Regions from separate parts of the Triticum aestivum genome. Here region 2 is linked to region 1. Evidence: chromatin contacts called from public Hi-C data. All regions are on one chromosome and are shown on one strand. Each heading gives the region's core, a stretch centred on a gene start, on an enhancer-like site or on the middle of the called end of the contact. The rest is flanking DNA. Distances are from core to core; before and after follow the strand shown.

Region 1 (4,632 bases), core at 1,259-3,758:
CTTTGGACCGACTGTTTTCAAGCTGGTGATTAGAGGGTCAAAGGTGGTTGGTTCCAAACTTGGTGAGCTCGTCCTACAATTATAATGTTTGCTCGGATCTGGTTGGCTTGTTTGAGCTTTGGTTATTCGGAACATCAAATTTGAGAGGGAGTTTGTCAGTTCGAGCCGCTATAGTTTCCGCACGAAGCGATTTTGGTAGAAGCTGGTTTTGGTAGTAAAACGGCTTCCGATAAGGTGAAATTTTGAAAGTTTGCTGAGAACTTGTGGATCTGCTAGCCTACCAATTTTTTGCTGTTTGGATTTGTGGTTTGTGAGATAAAATGATTACCGAACGAGACACAAACCGTGTCATTTTTGACTAACTGCTTATCATGCCTCTTATTAGTTGGTATGGTCATTGTTCTGTCAAGCTAGCAGATTGTTGAAAGAGTTGTGGTTGTTGTTGTTTTCTGGATATGAAGTGGACAAGTTGGCCTTGAGGTTTTTACACCTCATCTCTCTCAAGGAAATTTTTCTACATAAATCACATGTGCATGTTATTTTGTGTTTTAGTTGCTTATTTGTTGGTTAAAGCTCTCTTTTAAAATTTTACTACAAATTGAGGGGGTTGTGTTGTGCATATCTGTTTTTGGATGGAATGGTGCATCACGCTCTTAATGTTTTTTTTCAAAAAGAAGGATAACTCCTGGCCTCTGCAACTAGCGATGCACACAACCATCTTTATTATATTTTTCAACAAAGTCTTACAAAATAAATACATGAATCGGCTCAAAGTCACCTTCCTGACAAAAATTGTCGCCCTACCAACAAGGTTGATGATGAGTTCAGACTTCTTGTTGACACACACACACCATGAAAACCGGTGGCCTCACCAGGCCGCCCGCCGAGTAGCTAGGAGAACCAAGCGATGTGCATGCTCTAGAATCTGTCGTTGTCCCATCTTCAGGCGTGATCGGTGCATTAATTTGCCAGACCCTTTTGTCGTCGATGCCACCACGGCGCCAGACCGTGTCACCCTCATGCGCGCGCCCATAAAACGGTGTCCAACGCCGAGACTGCGCTGCACCATGCCGCCTAGACTCGCCGTCGTTTAATTATTCCATGGTTTAGTTTTTGGAGATTTTTACATTCAAGTAAAGGCCCCGATTTGTTGGGTGTTGATTCATGGTTTGGAGTTGGAGGTTCCTTGATTAACTTAACCATTACTTGTAGCAATCAATCAATCAATCAAATATACTAGGTTAGATAACCTAACCTGTTGTGTCATTGACTAACAAGTAACACTGTGAGAGAGGTAGTCAAGCGCGCGAGAAAACGGTACTCCTCTTGCCATTTTGAGCAGGAATAATTCATGGCATGGGCAGCAAGATCAGCGTCAGACAAAACTTCAGGCGACTACATTGCTGATACGTACAAAGCTTCAGGCGATTATTGTTATTGTTGTCGTTGTCTAGAGATTCTAGAGATTGTACCCATTACTTTGTTATAGTGGAAGAAGTGGAATGGTTGATCCGTTGGTTTTTTACTCCTCGTCTCAAGGCTCTCTAACATAAATCGCATGTGTGCATGTTATTTTATTATCCCACTGTTTTCTTGTTGATTGAAGCTCTACATGAAGTTCATTACAATTTGGTAGTGGTTGTGGTGTGCACATTTATCATGTCCTGGTGCATCTTATTGTTGTTGTGCAGCCCCAACAATCTTAGAAATATTTCAGAATTACAGTCAGACAAAAGGTGTTTAGTTGGTTCATGATTGTCAATCGAAGCAATATTTTACATTGTCTTTTTATGTTCTTATTAACAAGAAGTGTGCTAGAATGCTTGTTTGTTTGATAGCTAAAATATGCCATGTTTTATTTGCTATGAGCTGTTGGAAAGTCAAACAACACGAATCTATTTATGTTCCAGAATCCCTGTCGAAACGAGATGAGATAATTAGGCACATATATTGTAATTAGTTTTGGAGATCTTGACATTCAAGTAAAGGTTAGCTAACCTAACCTGCTGCAGCATTGACTAACAAGTAGTAACAACTGGAGGGAGGTGGTCACGTCTCAAGTGCACTAGAGACGGTACCTCTCTTCCACTTGGATCAGAACGATTCATGGCACGGGCAGCAAGTTCAGCATCAGACAAAAGCTTCGGGCGAGCTACTAGGTACAAATTCCTGCTCTTTACGACTTGGTCCGGCCGGGTGGCTTTCACTTGGTCAGTTGGGCGATTGATTCACCTGTCTCTTTTCAATCCATTTAATTTGCTGTGCTTTAGGTGAGGTGCATTGTCAGAAAGTAAGTGGTACAGTAGTACTACACAGAAGTGAACTGGAGAAATAAATCGTGATGGTTAAGCAGTAAAGCTTCAAGAAACAAATTAAGCATGACCAATCTGACGGTGCAGCGTCAGCTGGTCATTATTAGTGGATGCAGGCTTGTGGTCAGTCGTCAATAAAACCGAGGCTTGCAAATCACACTCTCGTAGTACCGCACTCCATTATTAAACCCAAGCTCTCCGATCCATTGTTGTACCGCTGGGTCCTTCCAGCAGCTCCAGTCCAGAGCAAAGCCAAAGCCACGCTACGTACTATAAAACGCCACGGGACAGGCCCTCTGCAGCAGAGCAGGGATGGGCTCGAAGCAGCAGCCCGCGCTCCGGCCGACCGCCACCGAGAGAGGCTGCGGCGGCTACGGCAGGGCGGCGTCGCTGAGTGAGCGGTCGAGCCTCACGAACGCGTCCTTCAGGGTGTACTACAGCCTGCGCGCCGGCGCCGTGCCGTTCCTCTGGGAGTCCGCGCCCGGCACGCCAAAGAGGGACGCGGACGCCGTCTCCCCGGAGTCGCCCATCTCCACCACCACATCGAGCGGTGGGGCGGCGATGCTGCTTCCGCCCCTCTCGCCGCCGCCGTCATACCACTCGCGGTTCCAGCGGAAGGGGAGGAGGTCGTCGTGGACGGCGGCGGCGGGTGGCATCGTGAGGGCGCTGCTCGGCGTGCTTGGGCTCAGGAAAAGCCACCGCCGGCGTCCCGCCTAGTCGTCGTGTCTTTTTAAACTGCCGACGTTGCAACTTGTGTGTTTGTACTAGTAGGTACATGCTGGCGTCATCGTTAAACAACACGAGCGATTAATTATGGACACCACGTGGATCACTTTTGCTATGTTCTTCTTTAAAAACAATTGACTTCTGCTTTACATTCTATCCTTATGCAAGTTGTCCGTGTCGTCTCTAGCTGTTTCTCAATAATTCAAAAGTGTTTGTCTCGGCTCGATGTCGATCTCACCTGAGCTCAAGTGAACAGTAAAATTGAAAAAAAAATCTGAATTTATTTTGTACTAGTATAAACATCGACAAATGTTTTCATTGCTTGCAAAGTTTCATCACGAAATGACATTCGTGGAAGACATGGCAAAAAGATGATGCTTCAAAATGCTTTTGAAAATAAAACTTTTGGAGCATTGATTTCTTTTGCCATGTTTTTCATGAATGACATGCGATGTTCAAACTTTGCAAGCTATCAAAGCATTTGTCAGTGTTTCCTAAAAGAATGAGATTTTTAATTTGTTTTTTTATTTTACAGCTCCATGTTCCATGTGCAATAGGGTACTATTGGACTACTCCAATATCAATTTTTATTAGTGGAGAGGTGTTTTCGAAACACAAGGCAAAAGTTTCGCCCCTTTCATTAATTAGAAGATGGTTGTTGCCTAGTTAATCACGGGAAACTGGGCAAAAACTGATACAAACAGAGCCATGTCCACTCGAACAACGACATTACAAGCCCACAACCACTCTCGGCGACGGCTTGACAAACATCACATCAACACAACAACCAAAGTCATACAAGTCAACTGTGACCCGCTCTGCCGAACTAGCCAGCATCCAACCACATTGCCGAGAAGAAGTTGCGACTGCTATAGGAGGAGCAGACCCAGGACCCTCCCACAATGATGAAGATGCTTGCACTCCACTGGACCCGTGCTCAATGTGACCCACGGTACACCAACGACCAACCTCAAGAGCAACCTCGCAACCCATGCGACACGAGGTCAACGCATTCAAAGTTGTCGAACTGTCTGGACAGCCGCCCCGACTTCCATCCACTCCTGCGTGCCCTATGTGGTCCACGAGCACAACCTTCCGGGGTCGCCGCCCCGACATAACACCACTCGCACTCGAGCTGCAACGCTGCATGACAGAAACTACCCGCAGACGAAGTTGCACAACAGATCTCCAATACACTTTGGTCTCATAGACTTACTAAGCATTGATACAAGGAGTTTGCCTTCTCGCAGAGGACATTCCTCTCCTCACACATATGTGTGTCCATGTAATTCCTGACACTTCCTTTAGGGCTCAGATTGGATGTAATGTCAGGTGACTTAGGGTCACGACATATGGGGCCGCAAACCAAATGGCCCACATATGATTGACCCTAAGTCAGTGAATCTCGACCACTTTTTGTATCGGTCTTGTACTAATTACAACTTGAGGAATATACTCATGTGGGAGAGCTCCCCTTCCTTTCCGAACATTCCTAGAAAAAGATCTCCAATACATGCAGGGTCCATTTATCTGCGAGTGTTTTTTTTTCATTTTATCTCTCCCCCTAGCCATGGACCGGCGCAACCGTGACTTG
Region 2 (4,947 bases), core at 815-3,314, 240 kb before region 1:
ATTAACATCTTCAGCTTTAATACCCTTTTTCTTTCATAGATTTCTTTGCTTCTTGCATATCTTATGGACTGAGGAATTGAATACCTCTCTTCTTCGGAGTTGGTTTAGGTGGTGGTTCAGGAAGTGTCCAGTCATTGACATTTCTCAATATATTATTCAATAGTTATTCAGCCTTTTCAACAATTCGTTCCCTAAAAACACAACTAGCACAACAATCTAGGAAGTCCCTAGAAGCATTTGTTAGTCCATTATAAAAGATATCAAGTATTCAATTTTTTAAGGGGATGATTAGGCAAAGCATTAATTAATTGGAGAAGCCTCCCCAAGCTTAATGGAGAGTACATGTGCATGTCTGCTTGCGTGCTAGCTGCACATTCGTTATTTGAACAAATGATGGGCATGAAAAAGCTTGATAATAAGCATATAAAGTGAATTGCTTTCTAATATTCAGGACCGGTATTGAGAGCAGCTCCCATTGACTCGGAAGAGTTCAGGGCTAAAATCCGAGGTCGTTATTGTTCATCATACAGTTCAGTAGAAAATCAGAAAAAGTCTAGAGCCAATGTGATGCTATTTGTAATTTGTGATGTCTAGCGACATCACAAAAATGAGTTAGCTACACAAATAAGCATTTGTTTCAGGTTTTTTTATCATTCATGTCACTAGTTGTGTCCCACTACTCAATTTTACCATTAGAAGTTACATCTGTTAAAAAATGCCATCGTTTGATGAGATGCTTACTCAAAAACGCCGTCATTCCGTTAGATGTTTGCCCAAAAGTGTCATCAGACATCGTTATTTTTAGACAAAAATACCCCTAAACCCACATGTCAGTTCTCTCCATCTCACAATGCTAAGTGTGGGCCCCACTTGTAAAGAGTAAGCAAACGAAAAAAATACAGGAAAATAAGAACGCTGTTGGGATCAAGTGGAACCCACATTTTATTGCAGTGAGATAGAAGGAGAGCTGACATGTTGGTCTATAGGTATTTATGTCACTATAACATGACAAACGAAATTTGAGCTGACAGTAATGGTGTCCAGTGGCATTTTTTAGCTGGCGCCTAACGAAGCGATGACATTTTTAAGCAGTTAAAATTCCTATTGGCAAAACTAAGTAATGGGACACAACTAGTGGCAACGAGGCATAAACGATAAAACTACAGTTTATCTCTACAGACACACACACACACACACACACACAACATACAAATGTTTCCTACCACACCCAGGGGAGTTACCATCGTATGAGCTTTGTGTGTTATCACTAAGGGCCTCTTTGATTCGTAGGATTTTAAAAACGTAGGAATAGATAAAGTATAGGATTGGAGTGGCATGCCCACTTGAATCCTATAGAAATAGCAATGAGTGTTTGATGGCACAGGAAAAATAAAGGAATTGTTAAAAAAGGTTGGAGTGGATGTTAGATTCCCATGAAATGTAGTACAAAAGATTTCATAGAAAAAAATTCCTATGGGATTCAGTCATGTGAATCAAAGGACCAACCCCCCGCAAAAACAAAAAAATCAAAGGACCAACATATGAAAAAAGTTGTAAGGATTTTAATTCTTCAGAAATTCTATAAAATTCCTTTGAATCAAAGGAGCCCTAAGTTTTGAGTCTAGCGCTGAAGCAGTGAGAAATTTGGTGGGAAAAGTTGGCACGAGTAGAAGCAAAGCTATCCCATGTTCTAGAAGATAACCCGGATTCAAAAAAGAAAGGAAAGTTAACTGGAGCAGCGAGTCAAAAAAAGCCGCGTGGGCGGGCCGGGGCCTCCACGTCTCCTCCCATCCCACCGAAACATTGAATCCCCGTCGCCCTCATCGCGGCCCCGATGGGATGAATCGCCGGACGCGGTTTGCGCGCCTTCCGCGAAGCTTCCCCCGACGACACGGCCACGTCCGAGTGCCTGCGTGACCCACCGGACACGGCGACAATTGACAACATCACAGGAGAGCAGACGACTAGGTCCAGTCGAAGCTACTTCCAGTGGAAGCAATCCAACTTGATCGGCCACCCCACCAACCAACCAGATCGCACCCAGCACCGCCAGTCTCCCGCGGCCGATAAAAGTAGCCCCTCCGCCCCGCCCACGGCCTCCATTTTCCTTTCCATCCCGCAACCCACGCAGCTCGACTCGCAGCAGCAGCAGCCGGCGGAGATCGTATCATGGCGATGGAGGGCTACGACCGCGAGTTCTGGCAGTTCGGCGACCAGCTGCGGCTCCAGACGGCCAGCTTCTCCGGCCTCTCCCTCGGCGACTCCATCTGGTCCCCCGCCGACGCCGCCCCCCGCGCCCGCAACGCCGACCTCTTCTCCCCCTCCCCGGCGCCCGACAACAACAACGCCGCCAAGATGAACGGCAACGGCCTCAACGGGCCCGGCCTCATCGGGTCCGGCAAGCTCGCCTTCGGCGCCACCACCACCAGCAAGGCCGACCGCTACAACAACGTCAGCCTCCCCGCCGCCGCCGACGCCAACGCCAAGCCCTACGGCAACGCCAACGGCCTATACGGTGCCAAGCCCAACAACGCCACCAACAACGGCTTCGGGCTCAACAAGATGGCTGCCGGCGGCGGGGGCTACGGCAACTTCAACGGCGGCAACGACGGGGTGAAGAGCTACTTCAACAAGTCCATCGGCAGGCCGGCCAGCAACAACAGCAGCAACAACAACTTCAGCGGCTACGGCGGCAAGAAGGGCGCTGCCGACGGCAAGAAGAAGCACGCCAAGAACGAGCGAGGGGACAACAACCATGGCGCGGCCTCGGAGAAGCGGTTCAAGACGCTGCCGGCGTCCGAGGCGCTGCCCCGGAACGAGCCCATCGGCGGCTACATCTTCGTCTGCAACAACGACACCATGGAGGAGAACCTCAAGAGGCAGCTCTTCGGTATGCAAGATTTTTCTCTTTAATTTTTCTTTTAACTTCTGATTAAATTAGTTATACCTGATCCTCAGGAGAAAATCAAGTCATCTCTTAAACTAATTTAATCAGCTCAGATCTAGTGACGAACGGTTTGGTTGCTTTGATTTGCAGGGTTGCCATCCAGATACAGAGATTCAGTGAGGGCGATCAGGCCGGGGCTGCCCCTCTTCCTCTACAACTACTCCACCCATCAGCTCCACGGCATCTTCGAGGTAAAATTAATCAGAATGATCAAATTAATTTGCTCTCTTGTTTGCAATTTGATGACAAATAAGTTTTGAATTGACTGAATCGCATGCACAGGCTGCGAGCTTTGGCGGAGCGAACATCGACCCGGCGGCGTGGGAGGACAAGAAGTGCAACGGCGAGTCTCGCTTCCCTGCACAGGTTTGTACCTTCACCTTCACTCGCCATGGCAGAGCGCTGCTAAGCTACTTATTAAGTTGATATCAATATAATTCTACGAACACAAGTTAGCTAGAGATATCTACTACTGGCGAGCCAATTGCAAGGCTAGCTTGAACCGGAAGGAGATCAGATCAGATCAGATCAATGACGAGTAAAAGCAAGCAATCAATTAGTTTATATTTATTGAACGGATGGATGTTGTTGTCTTGTTTAGTTGGAACCTAGTAGATCGTGGGCATAACTTTTTGCTAGTGACTGTCCAACAACCTCACCTCAGATTAGGCTGGCCGGTCAATCCTAGGCCAACCACCTGTTCTTCTAGAACAAGCACACTTGTCAACGCACGCTCGGTCGGTTCTTCTAGAGGGTGACTCAAACAAGATCACTTTTTTTAATGGGCTCAAACATGATTACTTTTTCGCTTTAGGGACCCAAACAAGATCACTAGCTTAAAGTATCTGAAGTTACAATGCACATCTAAGTGACTCAGTTAAACTAGGAAGAAAAAGAAAAAGAAAAAGGAAATGTTTGCACGATTCTTCACGTAAAATCAATGACATATGACTTAGATGTACAATACTTAATGCCTTAAATTAACAACACCGAATCTTCTACTGGTCTTTTGCATCTAAACAAATTTAGGGATGAACAATCCTAACTTGGAGTACTGTACTTAATCTTTCTGTATGTCTTGCTAATTAATTTGCGACGGTCGATGAATTCAGGTGCGGGTGGCTACAAGGAAGATCTGCGACCCGCTGGAGGAGGACGCCTTCCGCCCGATCCTGCACCACTACGACGGGCCCAAGTTCCGGCTGGAGCTCAGCATCACCGAGGCTCTCTCCCTTCTCGATATATTTGAAGACAAGGACGATTGAGGCTGCCTACTGCTGCATGCTCAATGCTGATCAGGGAGGGACTGTTGAGGAAGGAACAGCGCAATAAGATCGATCGGAGCATATATACATACATACGATTAATATCATTATCAATTAATGCAATGGTGATATATACGTGAGTTTTATGTATTGGGTTTTCCATCTCGCGGGCTATGAATTATGCGCCCCCCGTTGTCGTATCATGCGTGGTGATGGCTGCACAAGATGAGCCCTCGTGAACATTACTAATCTATTGTCACGGCTATGTATGTATGTATGTATGTATAATACTGAGACTTTAAGATGTTTCTCCTGTTGTGTACCTTAGCAGAATAAATCATCCTTTTTACTGAATTTGTTGATAGATTGGAAATTTCGAAAACCGAGCAATGCTTGGTGAGCTAGTGTGGTGCATCTGCACCTCGCCCGCCGGGTTCAAGGCGCGTCCAATAGAGCGCGCACAGGGAACCGTGACTGGGCTGGCCTGATGACAGGAGCCGAAGCACATCGCGTAAAAATCCAATATGGAGTGCCCTGGTGAGGAGTCGAGCTCGTGACCTCCCCGTCTGAATATACATGCTGCTAATCACTCGAACAGTTGGTTGTCAAGCAGTCGAACTCACGGCCTCCCACTTGGAACATTTGACGCTAACCACTGGAGCAGTTTGCTGGCGGCGACAGATGGGTAGCACGAGTGTTTAAGAACTTCCTACACGAAGGGATTTGAAACAATTT

Evidence for each region. Hi-C and Micro-C count contacts between places; a contact is called where the count stands out from the background.
Region 2: a contact with region 1 is called in a Hi-C map of leaf, with 8 times the contacts expected there. The contact joins the promoter of LOC123123437 here to the promoter of LOC123125943 in region 1. A contact is called at or near these places in 3 of 5 Hi-C or Micro-C datasets (all in leaf).

Annotation. Positions count from the first base shown.
Region 1 is chr5D:523,063,795-523,068,426 of IWGSC CS RefSeq v2.1, reverse strand. It overlaps LOC123125943, which reads left to right and starts at 2,508. Exons shown (of 1, transcript XM_044546382.1): 1 at 2,508-3,213. The coding sequence starts at 2,625. The coding sequence ends at 3,029.
Region 2 is chr5D:523,304,291-523,309,237 of IWGSC CS RefSeq v2.1, reverse strand. LOC123123437 (B2 protein) reads left to right here and starts at 2,064. Exons shown (of 4, transcript XM_044543939.1): 1 at 2,064-2,890; 2 at 3,038-3,138; 3 at 3,230-3,313; 4 at 4,060-4,566. The coding sequence starts at 2,170. The coding sequence ends at 4,212.